Regions from separate parts of the Mus musculus genome. Here all the other regions are linked to region 2. Evidence: chromatin contacts called from public HiChIP or PLAC-seq data. All regions are on one chromosome and are shown on one strand. Each heading gives the region's core, a stretch centred on a gene start, on an enhancer-like site or on the middle of the called end of the contact. The rest is flanking DNA. Distances are from core to core; before and after follow the strand shown.

Evidence for each region. HiChIP or PLAC-seq counts read pairs in DNA pulled down with a chosen protein or histone mark.
Region 1: a contact with region 2 is called in a FOXA1 HiChIP or PLAC-seq map of pancreatic cancer cells. The contact joins two enhancer-like sites. A contact is called at or near these places in 2 of 484 Hi-C or Micro-C datasets (CD8 T cells and Sertoli cells) and 3 of 115 datasets of contacts at active chromatin or transcription factors (embryonic stem cells and pancreatic cancer cells).
Region 3: a contact with region 2 is called in an H3K27ac HiChIP or PLAC-seq map of embryonic stem cells, with 5 read pairs. The contact joins two enhancer-like sites. A contact is called at or near these places in 2 of 39 promoter capture datasets (3T3-L1-derived adipocytes and liver), 4 of 484 Hi-C or Micro-C datasets (CD4 T cells, CD8 T cells, muscle stem cells and 1 more), 5 of 115 datasets of contacts at active chromatin or transcription factors (bone marrow-derived macrophages, embryonic stem cells and pancreatic cancer cells) and 1 of 9 other capture datasets (liver).
Region 4: a contact with region 2 is called in a FOXA1 HiChIP or PLAC-seq map of pancreatic cancer cells. The contact joins two enhancer-like sites. A contact is called at or near these places in 1 of 484 Hi-C or Micro-C datasets (myocytes), 6 of 115 datasets of contacts at active chromatin or transcription factors (embryonic basal ganglia, embryonic stem cells, fibro-adipogenic progenitors and 1 more) and 1 of 9 other capture datasets (adipose tissue).

The regions. Positions count from the first base shown.
Region 1 is chr6:127,990,120-127,993,451 of GRCm38.p6, reverse strand. The region is part of intron 1 of Tspan9 (tetraspanin 9); the gene reads left to right. Among named protein-coding and RNA genes, the nearest start is that of Tspan9, 43 kb to the left of the region's middle. Within about 2 kb of position 1,706, at least 117 of the 459 cell types and tissues checked have an H3K27ac peak or open chromatin away from gene starts, as enhancers often do. A contact at or near this core is called in CD8 T cells, Sertoli cells and pancreatic cancer cells, where this site is marked.
Region 2 is chr6:128,199,154-128,202,183 of GRCm38.p6, reverse strand. It overlaps the pseudogene Gm4691. Among named protein-coding and RNA genes, the nearest start is that of 9330102E08Rik, 17 kb to the right of the region's middle. Within about 2 kb of position 1,438, at least 319 of the 459 cell types and tissues checked have an H3K27ac peak or open chromatin away from gene starts, as enhancers often do. A contact at or near this core is called in CD8 T cells, Sertoli cells, embryonic stem cells and 2 more, where this site is marked.
Region 3 is chr6:128,444,496-128,447,549 of GRCm38.p6, reverse strand. The region is part of intron 2 of Gm10069 (predicted gene 10069); the gene reads right to left. It also overlaps the pseudogene Stambp-ps1. Among named protein-coding and RNA genes, the nearest start is that of Gm10069, 7.3 kb to the right of the region's middle. Within about 2 kb of position 1,474, at least 36 of the 459 cell types and tissues checked have an H3K27ac peak or open chromatin away from gene starts, as enhancers often do. A contact at or near this core is called in embryonic stem cells and regulatory T cells, where this site is marked.
Region 4 is chr6:127,972,944-127,975,956 of GRCm38.p6, reverse strand. The region is part of intron 1 of Tspan9 (tetraspanin 9); the gene reads left to right. Among named protein-coding and RNA genes, the nearest start is that of Gm15870, 30 kb to the right of the region's middle. Within about 2 kb of position 1,761, at least 47 of the 459 cell types and tissues checked have an H3K27ac peak or open chromatin away from gene starts, as enhancers often do. A contact at or near this core is called in pancreatic cancer cells, where this site is marked.

The DNA.
Region 1 (3,332 bases), core at 457-2,956, 210 kb after region 2:
GGAGGCCAGGTCACAGCCGTGGTCTTGGGTTCTAGCCCTCCCCAGATGGTATGGGGTAGACAGATCCCAGGAGCAGAGAGGCAGCTGGTGGCATGGCTGTCCCTTCCCAGAAGCCACCAGGCAGTGTGTGCTTTGGGAGGAGTGCTGGCAAGTCCCTCTCACCGCTGCACCCGACCCTGTGCCGCAGGCAGACAGTCAACATCGGTGGCAGTGGGGCCCTCCAGATGGTGAGCCCCCCAGCAGCCCCCTGAAGGGGACCATGTGGCTGATAGTCTCTTTAGTCACACTTTGAAAGCCAAATGATGAGAAAGGACCAGCAGGAGCCAGGTCCCACGGACGCCAACAGCGCAGAAGGCAAGCATGTGGTCCACTAGATTTGTACCACCAGGACCTTCTTCCCGCCAGTTGGGAGCCCTAAGGGTCTTCCTTTCCAGGGCTCTGTTCCTCATTCCTTTGGAGGGCTGTGAGCCCAGCCTGGCCTCGCAGCAGGAAGCCCTGAGCTCCAGTGACACCAAACACTCATTTCTACTCTGCACCTCGGTTCCTCCATTCTGGGTATCCCTGACTTCTAGAGGCCACACTGCTCTTAGAAGAAGCCATAGGATGTTCATGCTGTAGAGTAATTTCTGTATAGACGCTAAGAGATCCTGAGATGAAGAGATGAAGACACTGCCAGCGTCCTTAGGTACCACTCCACTCCCCTCCATCCCCAGGAGGTCCTATGCCTTTGTTTCCTGCTGGCAGCGCCTGGTTCTGGAACTCTTCAACACTCTGATTGGGCCATCCTTGAGCTGCCAGGCAGGCAAGCAAGCAAGCAAGCACGCAAGCAGACGCCTGGACCAAAGCACATTTCTTGCACCTGCCAGTTTGGTAGAGTGATCTGGAAGATGCCAGGCTCATTTCTGCCTCTCAGGGCTTGGCCAAGGGAGGTGCAGAGGCCAGGGAGGATGTCCTTAGAGCAGTTCCTGGGCCTCCATCCTCAAAGTAGAAAGGGAGCATTGACTTCTGCCACAGGAGAGAAATAGTTTTCAGTTTTCTTTTTCTCAAAGCATTTGCGTGTTCCAGCAGTGGAGCAAGGGACATTGGGTCCCAGCCTAGCTGAGGTGGAGGGACGTGGAGAAAGGTGGGGTATGATGTATCCTCAACTTGCCACACGAGCTCAGAACACCTCCCTGGGCCATGGTGACCTGTAAATTGAGCAGGGTGGGAAAGGGCCATCTGCTGGTTCTCCCATGATGGGTGTGTCCACGCTCCCTTCATAGAGCCTGTGCCATCAGCATGGTGACAAGCCTCTTGCCTTCATGAAAAGCCGGCTTGCCCTTTGCTTGTGTTCAGATGGTGTTGGCTGGCTTCGTGAGAAGCCTGAGGTTATATTTTGAGATCCGCTAGGCAGGGTTGTGTGGTTCTTCTCGTTGTCCGTGGTTGTGCACACTTTGATCCAGTCCCCCACCACAGTAGAGTCGCCCCGTGGCTCACGTCTACAGCTTTCTTGAGGGTGTCTGGTGTGTTTCCTGTATGAAATGATTTCCTGTTCCTGTCAGAGCACCCAGAACTGAGAACCTCTGACCTTCTCTCTGTCAGCCATGTGCTGTGCATCCAAGATTGTCCCGCTGGTTAGAGAAGCCAGGAGCTCTGTCTCATCCCTGCTCTGTCACCCAGGCCAGCTTGCTCATGCTGAGGCCAGCTTGTTGGCAGTCAAATACACTGTCTTAAGAGGGTGGATCAAGGACCATATCTGTGACTCAGAGCCTTTCCTGGTGCCATGACATAGCCCTTGAGGTATGTGAAGCTGGGCTCTTAGCCTTCCGTGCCTGCTGTAACCTTCCAGGTCTGGGGAATACCCAGGTTGATAACAGTGCATGTTAGGCTGCCCAGGAGAAGGGGCCTGGGCCTGGGAGTAGCGTTGGGGAGAAAGCAGGAGAAAGCTGTTCACACCTGAACTTTTCTCTTCTCTCCTTCCCCCTCCTACGTCTGGGCTTTGGGGGTCATCTTAGATCTAGGTGCAGAACTAGTACATACCTGTGCCTGGGCTAACTTCCAGAGCCCAGGGGGTAGAGATGAGAAAAAAAATGTTCTGTGTGAGGGTCCCTGGTTGTAAGAAAGAGGAGGGGACAGGCTGGTTGTGAGTAACTGATCTTGAATGATGGACAGGCTCGAGATAAAGGAAAGGATGTTGGTTCTTTCTTTGCTTTATTCTTTTCTTCTTAGGGATTTTTTGAGACAAGGTCTCAGTACGTAGCCCAAACTTGACTTGAATTCAATTCCCTTCTGCCTCAGTTTTCTAAGTGCTGGGATCATAGGTGTGTACCACCACGCCAGCAGGAAGTCGGTGCTTAAAAAAATAAAAGTTCACATCTGAATATAAATCTAATGTGTAAGGAAGAACTGAGGGGGATAAATCAGTGGACATTAAAATCCTCCTCTCCACCCCCCCCCCCGCCACCCCCAATTCTGTTCTCCTGAGCGAGCCGCTGCTCACTTGTTGGTGTTAATAGAGATGTGAAGGAGATTCTTCAGTTACAAAGGACACTAGCTTAAAAGATGGGGACCCCGGGCAGTGATTTTTCATATACCCCAGGAGTCCTGGGTCAGTCAGCACCACACATAGTCTCAGAGTACAGAGGTGGGTGAGCCGGGGAACCAATGGTAGAATACAGAAATGCAGAGTAAGAGGTGGCTGGGGCCAGAGCAGCTCCTGTCCAGAAAGAGAGCCCTGGGCTTTCCTTAGACCCCCTAATGGCAGGGCCCCCTGCTTAGCTAACACGTTGATTTGCTCTGGTCTCTGGGCAAGAGAAGTTAAGTCATTTCTTGCCTCATAGGTTTTATCGCTTGGTCCCTGTTCTGTCCTCTGGGCTTCATGGAGGATGCACAGCCTCCGCAAACTGCTGCCTCGTTCACACACCTAAAACCCACCCACAAGGCTGATGGATCAGTAAGTGTAGTCCTTGCCACACAAGCCTGAGACCCTGAGCCGTGCTGCCCAGCACTCATGTGCAAAGTACAGTGAGACACTTTGTGGTTTTGACCCAAGCACCAAGAGTCTGGGACAGGACCAGCCAGCCTAGCCAGATCAGTGACCTCCAGCTTCCGAGTGACCCTGCTTCAGAAAATAAAGTGGGGTGCAATCGAGAAAGATGTGCAAGATGGCTCTCTAGCCTCTACTACTCAGACACACACATACAACCCCGCCTCTTGTTCCTTGCCGTACCTCCATGCTTTCAGGCCTGCCACTCGGATTCCCACATGGGCACTATTATCCCTGTGCCCTCTAGGGCCGGTCCGGTGTGACTGGAGAGGGCGGGGCTGCTGGCTAGGCTTTCGGAGCAGGTGAG
Region 2 (3,030 bases), core at 189-2,688:
GGTGGACCTCATGGCCTACATGGCCTCCAAGGAGTAAGAAACCCTGGACCACCCACCCCAGCAAGGACACTGAGCAAGAGAGAGGCCCTATCCCAACTCGGCCCCCAACACTGAGCATCTCCCTCACAATTTCCATCTCAGACCCCATAATAACAGGAGGGGCCTAGGGAGCCCTCCCTACTCTCTTGAATACCATCAATAAAGTTCGCTGCACCCCCCAAAAAAAAAAAGAATAAGGCGAAAGTGAAATAGGTTATTAGGTTTCTTTGCACGTTCAAAAAGATAGAACTGACTTACTCTCTCTTTGAAATAATTCTTCCATACCAACTACATTATATAGCATATATTTAAACATATCCAGATAAACAATATCGAGGTTCAAAAACAAGTTTTCAAGTACATCTGTTTTTCTTCAGAGCTGGGACTGAATCCAGGACCTCACTGATGGGGAGCCAGCACTCTGCCAACCTACAATACCAGTAACCACAAAAAACCTTCCAATCACGAAAATGAAAAGATAAAAACAAAATATCAATTCTAGTGGAGGGTAAAGCACGCACTTCAAAGCAGAACATGATTATGATCAGCTGCTTCTAGCTGGTAATCTTCAAAGTAAAAACTTTGGCCCAACAAATCTTTGAGTCTCACTTTCACCTAGCTAGGGCACAGCGCGCCCCCTACTGGGAGTTCCTGACTGAATTAAAAAGCTCACTTTTAATATATACTTGAGGAGTTTAACACCAATGTTTGAAACTTTAAGGGATTTTACAACTCATCGTCGTACAGTTATTTGTTTCTTGTGCCCATAAAGTTCATTTTCAACATTTTCCATCAGAACCATCCTAGCCTCGCAACAAACGTCAGGGCTCTCATATCTCTCTGCTTTTCCACTACCTCTCCCATGATGCCTTCCATTCCCTCCCACCCTAGGTGAGTCTCGACCTGGATGCTGAGAATAAAACCCAGGTCCTCTGCAAGGTTCTTTTAACCACGGAGTCAACTCTCCATCCACCTCCCACACTAGGACCCGCACCTTCCAAATCCCACTGAGGGACTTCAACTATGACCCCCTGAGCCCCCGCGAGTTTCCGTAGCTCGGCTGGGTGGGTGGGAATGTGGTGTGCTCCGGAGGTATAGATCGCTTTGGTCTGCGCCTGCCCGGAGGAGTCGGGAAACAGCAGCCACAGCTCCTACCTTCCCAGCCATGGTCTAGAACGACTAGCTTGGGCACTGGCCACAGACAGAGTCTGGCAGTTCTAAACTCCACCCCAAGCTGACCACTGAATCCCTGGGCTCTGCCTCTCACACTTTGTTAAGTTTATCCTTCAGTTATTGCACCACTCTCGAGCAACAAGCACCGCCCACAGACTGGTGCCTCAGGCCCGGGCTCCGCCTCTTGCCTGCCTACGTTCCGCCCTCGTCCTGTTGCTCCCCACCGGGCTCCGCCTCTCGCGCACCAAGCCCCGCCCTCAGTCTATTTCTCCACATCCGGGCTCTGCCCTCTGGACCCCTGAGCTCCGCCCTCAGCCGCTGGCGTCACACCGAGGCCCCGCCTCCCACGTGCCAGCGCTCCTCTCCCAGCGCTCACCGGTCCTTCCAGCAGTCCTCAGGTTGCACGCGACCGGCAGTGAGCTTCCACTGGGTAGGGGTGGGAAGCCGGTGGCTCCGGGCAGCGGTGATAACCCAGCAAGGAAGCAGAGTCGCATTTCGGAGCGTCCACTCGTAACGCGGCCTCTCGCACACGGAGCTCGTAGTCCAGGGGAGAGGAGGCCAGGGCGGCCCTGGAGAGGTTGTAGGTGCAGCGGATCGGCCGTAGAGACCCCGTCGGACTCAGGAAGGCACTGTCAGCCGCTCGGAGCGGAACCCCTTTCCCAGACAGTAGAGTCACCCCTCCCCCTCCGGGGACCGTTACTGGTCGCCTCCTGAAGGATCAATCTGGGATTGTCCGCTAAAGTGGCCTTAGGCACCGTTAGTCTAGGGCTCGCTGGCTTGTGGCCTCAGAAGGTAATGCTCTGGGGTACCACTTTTATGTAGGGATTGTGCCCGGGGCTGGGGCATGGGCGGGAGCTAACGTCCACAGGCAGTGCCAGCAATATGCCAAATGCACCAAGCACCAAGGCAAAGCCACAAGGCTGTAGATGTCTTCTTTCAGGCAACCCAGTTTTGTGCTAAACCTCAATAGACTTTCTTTTGTCAGGACCATGGCAAAGAGTGGAACACCAGCTATTCAGGATGTAGATGAAAGTCGCTCCCCAAAACTAAGAGTGGTGTGAATTATATTTAGTCCCTGCCTCCAAGGGTTTATTAAGATAATTTAAAATGCCTTTGAGATGACAAAAGTTAAGACTCATCATTTTACTTAGATTTGCCTCCTATGGTTATAATTTTAGGCTCCTTCATAAATCCTACTAACATTTTACTATATATTATTTTTTCATTCATCAATTTCATTTCATCCTCCATTCCCTTCAGTACCACAACAGGACTACTTAATCCTTAGAGGATGTACAGCCAAACAAGGTGACTAGCCATCGGCCAGGAGAGCTTATTAAAAGATTTCATTTCTTGGGCATCCAGGTAACTTATCCACAAAAACTCATTGGTTTTTTAAAAAAAATTATTTATGTGTTTTGGTGTTATGACATATATATGTATGTATGAACCCTTGGAACCCTGAAACAGGAGTTACAGACATGAGCTGCCATGTGGGTGATGGGAATTGAACCCAGGTCCTCTGGAAGAAAAGCCAGTGTTCTTGAGTCATCCTGTTCTGGGATTATTTTTCAAGACATTTCTCATCTGTGCCTTAAAGACTAATAGAACTGTAACTTTTAAGTGTATCTTAAAGGGCATTTTTTTTTTCCTGGAAGAAAGGTTTATTGCATAAGGAAATCAATAGTGTGAAGGTAATTAAAATATTTTTAATTTATGCAAAAGTGTTTCATCTGTATGAAAGTTTTTGTTTGCTGCATCGTAGTAGTCAAGAAGTTCTGGAGAATTTCAGATTTTCAAGATTAGGGACATTTAATC
Region 3 (3,054 bases), core at 225-2,724, 250 kb before region 2:
CACTCAGTGTATGGTACCTTGATCTACACCGAGTTTTCCCAGTTCACTGACAATAATACCACCTGTGACATACGTGCAGTACTCTGTAGGAAACTGATGAGCGAAGACGTTACCATCATACATGTTATCCCCGACGAAATGCTGGGTCTGATTATTGCAACATAGAGAATGAATTTCTTCCCACAGGAACTAGGTATGCTCATACTTGGGTGGATTTACACCCCCCTCACATAGTCAGCCTCCCTTTCTAGTGTAGACATTCACTGCTCTTAGCAGATGATGTCGACAAGAGTCAACAGCTGCTGTCTGCCCCACTGCCCCCAGGTTCAAGGAAACAAAGCCATCTAAACCAACTGACCACAGACTACAGGAGATTTCTTTCTGTTCTTATAAAGGCTTTCATACAACAAAAGCATACTGTGGTCATGTGACTGTTAAGGACTAGGCAGTGACTACCATAAATGAGTCTCAACCTCCTAAGAGCTACAAACCCTAGTCAGTTTACTATTGCACTTAAATTTAAGCTTTCCAAGAAGATTTGGAGACAACAAATAGGAGTATCAATGGCAAAGAAAGACTGAATATTTTTGGTTTTGTTCTTTTGAAAACAGAACATTGAATATATTTTTAAGACAAATTTGAAAGAGGAAACCTATCACACTAAGCAACTAACTCAAAAATTAGGTGAAAACAGAGAGCATCTTTCTGTCCTTCCAGACTCAAGTATTACCCATCTTCCTTGTCTCTGCCTATCAGCCTGCACACTGTCTACCTCTGGACTAAAGAAGAGCAGCTGTGGTGAGATCTAAGAGCCCTTTAGGAACGTTTGGGTTCTCCTTCGGCTTGTGACATCGGTGTTGGGGACAAGTTGGGCTGAGTGGTTGGCCTCCCAGTTTTGTCAGATCACTGTTCCTGTGTTTAGGGTGTCAGCAATTGTTGGAGACCCTGTCCAGTGAAAGAGCATACTTTGAATTTCTTGTTCCTCTCTCTACCCTGTTGACACTGTTACTGCCTCTACTGCTTTAACAAGGAAGGCAGTCACTGTTTACTGTGATTTTTGCTCATACATTAAGACCCCAACCTTAACCACTAGCAACTTTTAATTTAAACTCACCCGCTCTGGTAAGATGGGGAGTCTTTAGTCTTCTGGGTTTTCAGCCTTTGACTGAAGTCCAGATTCCAAAGAGGATCTCCCGGCTTCAGCAAGTCATGTGATCTCACACGCCCCCTTCCGGTAAGAAGTAGCAAAGCCTCAGCTCCTAGGGCAGGGCTAACTGTAAGAAATTTGCCTAACACCTAACAGAGACAATGGATTAGAAGCTTGTGATTGGAGGCGCATCTGTAAACTGAATGAAAAAAAGAAATAAAAGGAGAGCATGACTGCTCCTAAGGGGCTGAGGTTTTTATTATAGATATAAGGGGGAAAACAGGTAGAGATGAGACATCTGTGAGAGTCCAGAGTGAAAGTGGCCAGACTGAGCCGGGCCACGTGACAAGAGGTGGAGAAGGACAGGAAGAGAGGAGCTGAAGACCTAGAGGGTCGGCCGGGGTCAAGAGACAGGTGTAACCAAACTTGGTGATTTATACAGGGACCCGAGGAGCTGGGAGGTGGGGAGCCCAGACCAGTACTTGGGCTGGAGAACTCAGGGTAGCGGGTGGGGTATGCCAGCCAGGAGGACCTCAAACAGGTAGGGACTGAGGGACGCTGGGAGAACCTGGCCGCCAGCTTCCGCTTTGTTATGTTAATAGGCATCTCAGTTAGCCTAATGAGTTTGGCTTGAAACCAAACTCAAAAGAAGTTCAAGGAGGCAGGGAAAGCGCCTGCACAACTAAATGCTCAGGACAACCATGACAGGGAGACCCCCAGCTACCTTTGAATGCTCTACTGCTCACACGGGGAGTTCAGAAAACAGGAGATGTTTGCTAAGTGACCAGACAGATGAAGGGAGAACAAGTGAGAAGCAGAGGAGCGCCTGCTGATGGGATGGGTCACTTACACACAGCAACCCTCCCTGCTACACAGAAAGCCTGCTCCACTTAGCAGAGGATCCTAACTGTCCCAAGCCCCAGGCATCTCCGATTTGAGCCCAGAAGTTGGTAATCTTATTCAAAAGCAAGACATGTGCCCCACCCATAACTCTGACAACTGAAGAACTGTGAGACCGGTCCCCAGGATAAACTGAAATGCAATGACAGTCACTGAACACCAGACATATGCAATGAAGAAAAGAACTCTTACTCAGGAGGACCGATCAGGGAAGTAGTCCTCCAAGACTTGATTCTGAGCTACCCAAAGGAAGATAGAAGGAAAAAAACAGGAAAGTCACCACTGGCCTGGAGGCATCTTGAAGTCCTGGTGCTGAAGCAAAAGGACATGAGTAACCACGTAGCCCATAGTCCTACTGTTGGGTAGTGTGCCACCAGGACTGGGGTGATATAGAGGACAACTGTATACTGTTCCAGGTTCTGCACAGCAGTGTATTCTGGAATCTTGTGCTACAGTCCTGACCCCAATCTCACTCCAACACTAGGTCCCTGTCTTTTCAGGATACAGCATAAGGTAAAATATTGATAAGACTAAGTCACAGGCTTACCCACGCCATCTTCCTATAGTACCAGTGAGCAAGCCCTAGGGGGTGGGAGGTGAACACACTGAGCAATCAAATGAGCTGGAGAGCCCAGGGAGGTGGTGGCTTTGGCCTCCCAGATTCCCACTCCCTTGCTGACAGCATCAGTGTGGCTCATGGAACAAGGTGGGACCATTTGCGCCTCTCTCTCTCTCTCTCTCTCTCTGGTTTTTTTGAGACAGGGTTTCTCTGTGTAGCCCTGGATGACCTGGAACTCACTCTGTAGACCAGGCTGACCTGGAACTCAGAAATCCACCTGCCTCTGCCTCCCAAGTGCTGGGATATTTAAAAGGCATGTGTCACCACTGCCCGGCCAGGACTGGATTCATCTATGCCTCTTACACAGATGTACACAGATGCTCAGTTATATCCTGGGGTAGCTTTCCTGCTGTCCCAGCACTTGCAACACCCCTGGCTCCCTTCTACT
Region 4 (3,013 bases), core at 512-3,011, 230 kb after region 2:
GCATCCGCAGCTCTTCCCTGCTGTAAAAGCTTGGGGATATGTGGCCCCAGGGTACAGATGAGTACTGGTGAGAGCTACTGACTCCTCCCCCCCCCCCCCCCCCCCCCCCGGCCCACCTCAGCATGAAACACTAGCCTAGCACTAGGTCCATGGCCAGGTAGGTTACTGGATTTGGGGTGGCCTGAGGCACCATGCTGTTAACTGCCGAACAAGCCTGGGGAGGGTGGGGAGTAGGCATTCCAGAGGTCACGGAGTTCCCTTCTACCAAAGGACCATTTTTAGTCCAGTGCACTGGTTCAGGAGGCAGAGAGCTGGAGTGCTTGCCTGGTATCAGCATTCCTCTTGGGGCTTTTTCCTGGGCCTGCCCTGTATGTGTTAGCCCATGATCTCCTGTGCATTCCAAGCTGCAGGGACAACAATCCGAGGAACAATTGTGTGCCTGTCGAGTGAAGCTTTCAGTCTGGGGACTCAGACCCTGACTCTTGCTGCCAAGAACCAGCGGGAACTGGTTGGATTGGTGAAAACCGGGGAACACAGAGTCATACAAGTATGCCCTGGTATACCTTCTCCCTGACACCTGCCGAGCCCCATCTCACCTGAAGCCGGTGGCTACCAGGCTAGGCAGAGCTCTTGGCCTAGAAGGTGCCTGATTGGGAAGAAAGCGCGCTTCTGCCAGGGTGCACCAGTGTGGGAGGGGCAGCAGTAGTAATCAATGTTTATGGACTGTTGAGTGATCGCTCTCCCTATACACGGCTGGCAGGTGCTCTGTGTCATCTGGGGCTCTTTGCCGTCCCAGCCACACATCATCTTGTGGCCCTTCTGGGAGCCGATCCTCAAGCTTTTTGCTTTCGGGGCACGGGCACCCTTGGGGGCAGGTGTGACACCCCCACCCATCTTAGTGCCACATGGGACACTACAGCCCATTTCAACAGGTGGAGAGACACTAGCTTCTGAGAAAGCTGATGGGCCTGGGAAGGGTGTGCATCAGGGGAGCCTCCCTGAGCAGGCGCCCTTTCCTCCTGGGGGTAGTGAGCCTGTCTTTAAGGGCTGTGTTGGAACAACACAGGGTAGGTGGCAAACAGTCCTTGCCCTTTGCTCTCTAGGACCGGCATCTTCCTGCACCCTTCAGTGAAGCCCAGGACAGATCCAGATTGAATCTGCTCACCCTTGAACCCTACCAACCCCATGTAGAGAGCAAGGCACTGATTCCATATGCCAAAGCCAGACCCCAGCGTCCCATCAGATGAGTCATACTCCAACAAAGGCACCAGGACCCTCCCAGAGACAAGAGGACAGCAAGCCCCGAGTGCCACCGCACACACACACACACACACCAAGCACAGTATTCTTAGTGTCTGTACAGAACTAGCCCATGCTGGAATCATCAAAATGTAACTGGGTTGTAGGTTGCAGGTGCCTTATGCAATGTTTATTTGGAGGAAAATTAGGCTTAGAAATATGGGTGTGATCTCCCTGTCACCCCTGAGCTGGGGACTGTGGAGTGGAGCTGTGAAGAAATTGGAGCTTGTGAGGAGAACAACATCCAGTGAAGAATGGCCAAGGAGTGGTCCTATTCAGTTTGAAATTCTGCACACACTCAACAGGCAGCCAAGCTGCCGAGGCCACCAGTCAAACCAATGGCGCTTACAACGGGCTGTGCCCATGCGAGAAGTGCAGAGCTCAGCTCCGAGGGTGGGAGGGGAGCAGTGCCCGTTCCCTCCAGCTAGAGTGACTTTCACTGTGAGACAGATGAGCAGCAGAGGGTGACTCAGAGGTGAAGGATGTAAAAGCCCTTTCCTAGGCCAGGAGACTTGGGAGAGAGCGTTGCTAAGTACACATGCTCAAATATTTAAAGGCCTGTCACACTCGTTCCTGGTGAGCCTCTCGGAAATGAGGACTGATGCATGTTAGCCACAGGGAAGTGGGATCTACAGTTAATAGACTCCTTCCCTGGAGTTATATGGAGGGAACTGGAATGCAGACTGCAGGCAAATGCTCAGATCAGATGTAGGGGGGCGCTTCATGGCTGCCTCCCCTCTGGCCCTAGCAAATCTCTGCAGCCACCATCCTCCTGCTGGCTGGGTGACTTTGGCAGAAGACTCTGCCTTTGTCCTTTCTTTTCCATGGGTATGGAGTTGGAAACGTGCTCCCCGGCTCCCCTCCTCACCAGCCAGCAGCCCGTCTGCCTCTCTTTATGGCTATGAGAATGAATGAGCTGCAGAGAAAGAGGGCCGCTTGCAATACAAAGTAGTAGCCCCTCTCCCACCCTGGTGAGTGGAGCGAATCCTCTCTGCTCCCCACTGCAAAGTTCTTAGCAGGTTGTCCTCTTTCAGGGCCAGGCAGGGCTCTTAAAAGGAGCCAGTGTGTCAGGTGGTGCAATTAAAATTGTCAGGATTGTCTCTCTTTTTTGCCTTATCTGCTAATTTATTAACTGCCATTATGTCTTGGGCACTGGGAGCCCTCGTGTTCCCATGTCTCCTGCTGTCCAAGAGGGGTTTCAGAGGCCCGGGGATGGTGTAGCGCTGCTGCTGGAATCTACACTCAGAGACCATGTCTGCAGCAGCTCTCTTCAGGTATAGGAGGTAGTGAGGCTGAAAAGGCCAGTGGTGTGCAGGGCTGTGTGCTAGGCTGGGAACACCATGTTAGGAGTTCCTGACGGGGTACTGGGGCTTCCAGGAGTGGAGAGGCCAGGGTTTAGAGGGAGCTTCTTTCTTGAGTGGGAATGTGGATGTGCATGTGCCCCCGTTCCTGAGCTCGCCCACCCACTCAACCCCCTACCCACCCACCTACCCACCAGTCGCTGAAGAAACATTCAGTGTTCCAAGTATTTTCTGGGTCCGGTGGTGGAAGGACAATGGAAGAGCACGAGTCTGATCCTCAAAAGGAGCTGTTTTTTTTTTTTTTTTTTTTTTTTTTTACGACAGAAGCCTTGGGAGGGGGCTAGCATGAACTCATGACCACGCCCTGGATCAGTCCACTCTGGGAGGGCCCATCTTTCCCCTTGTGAAGGGCT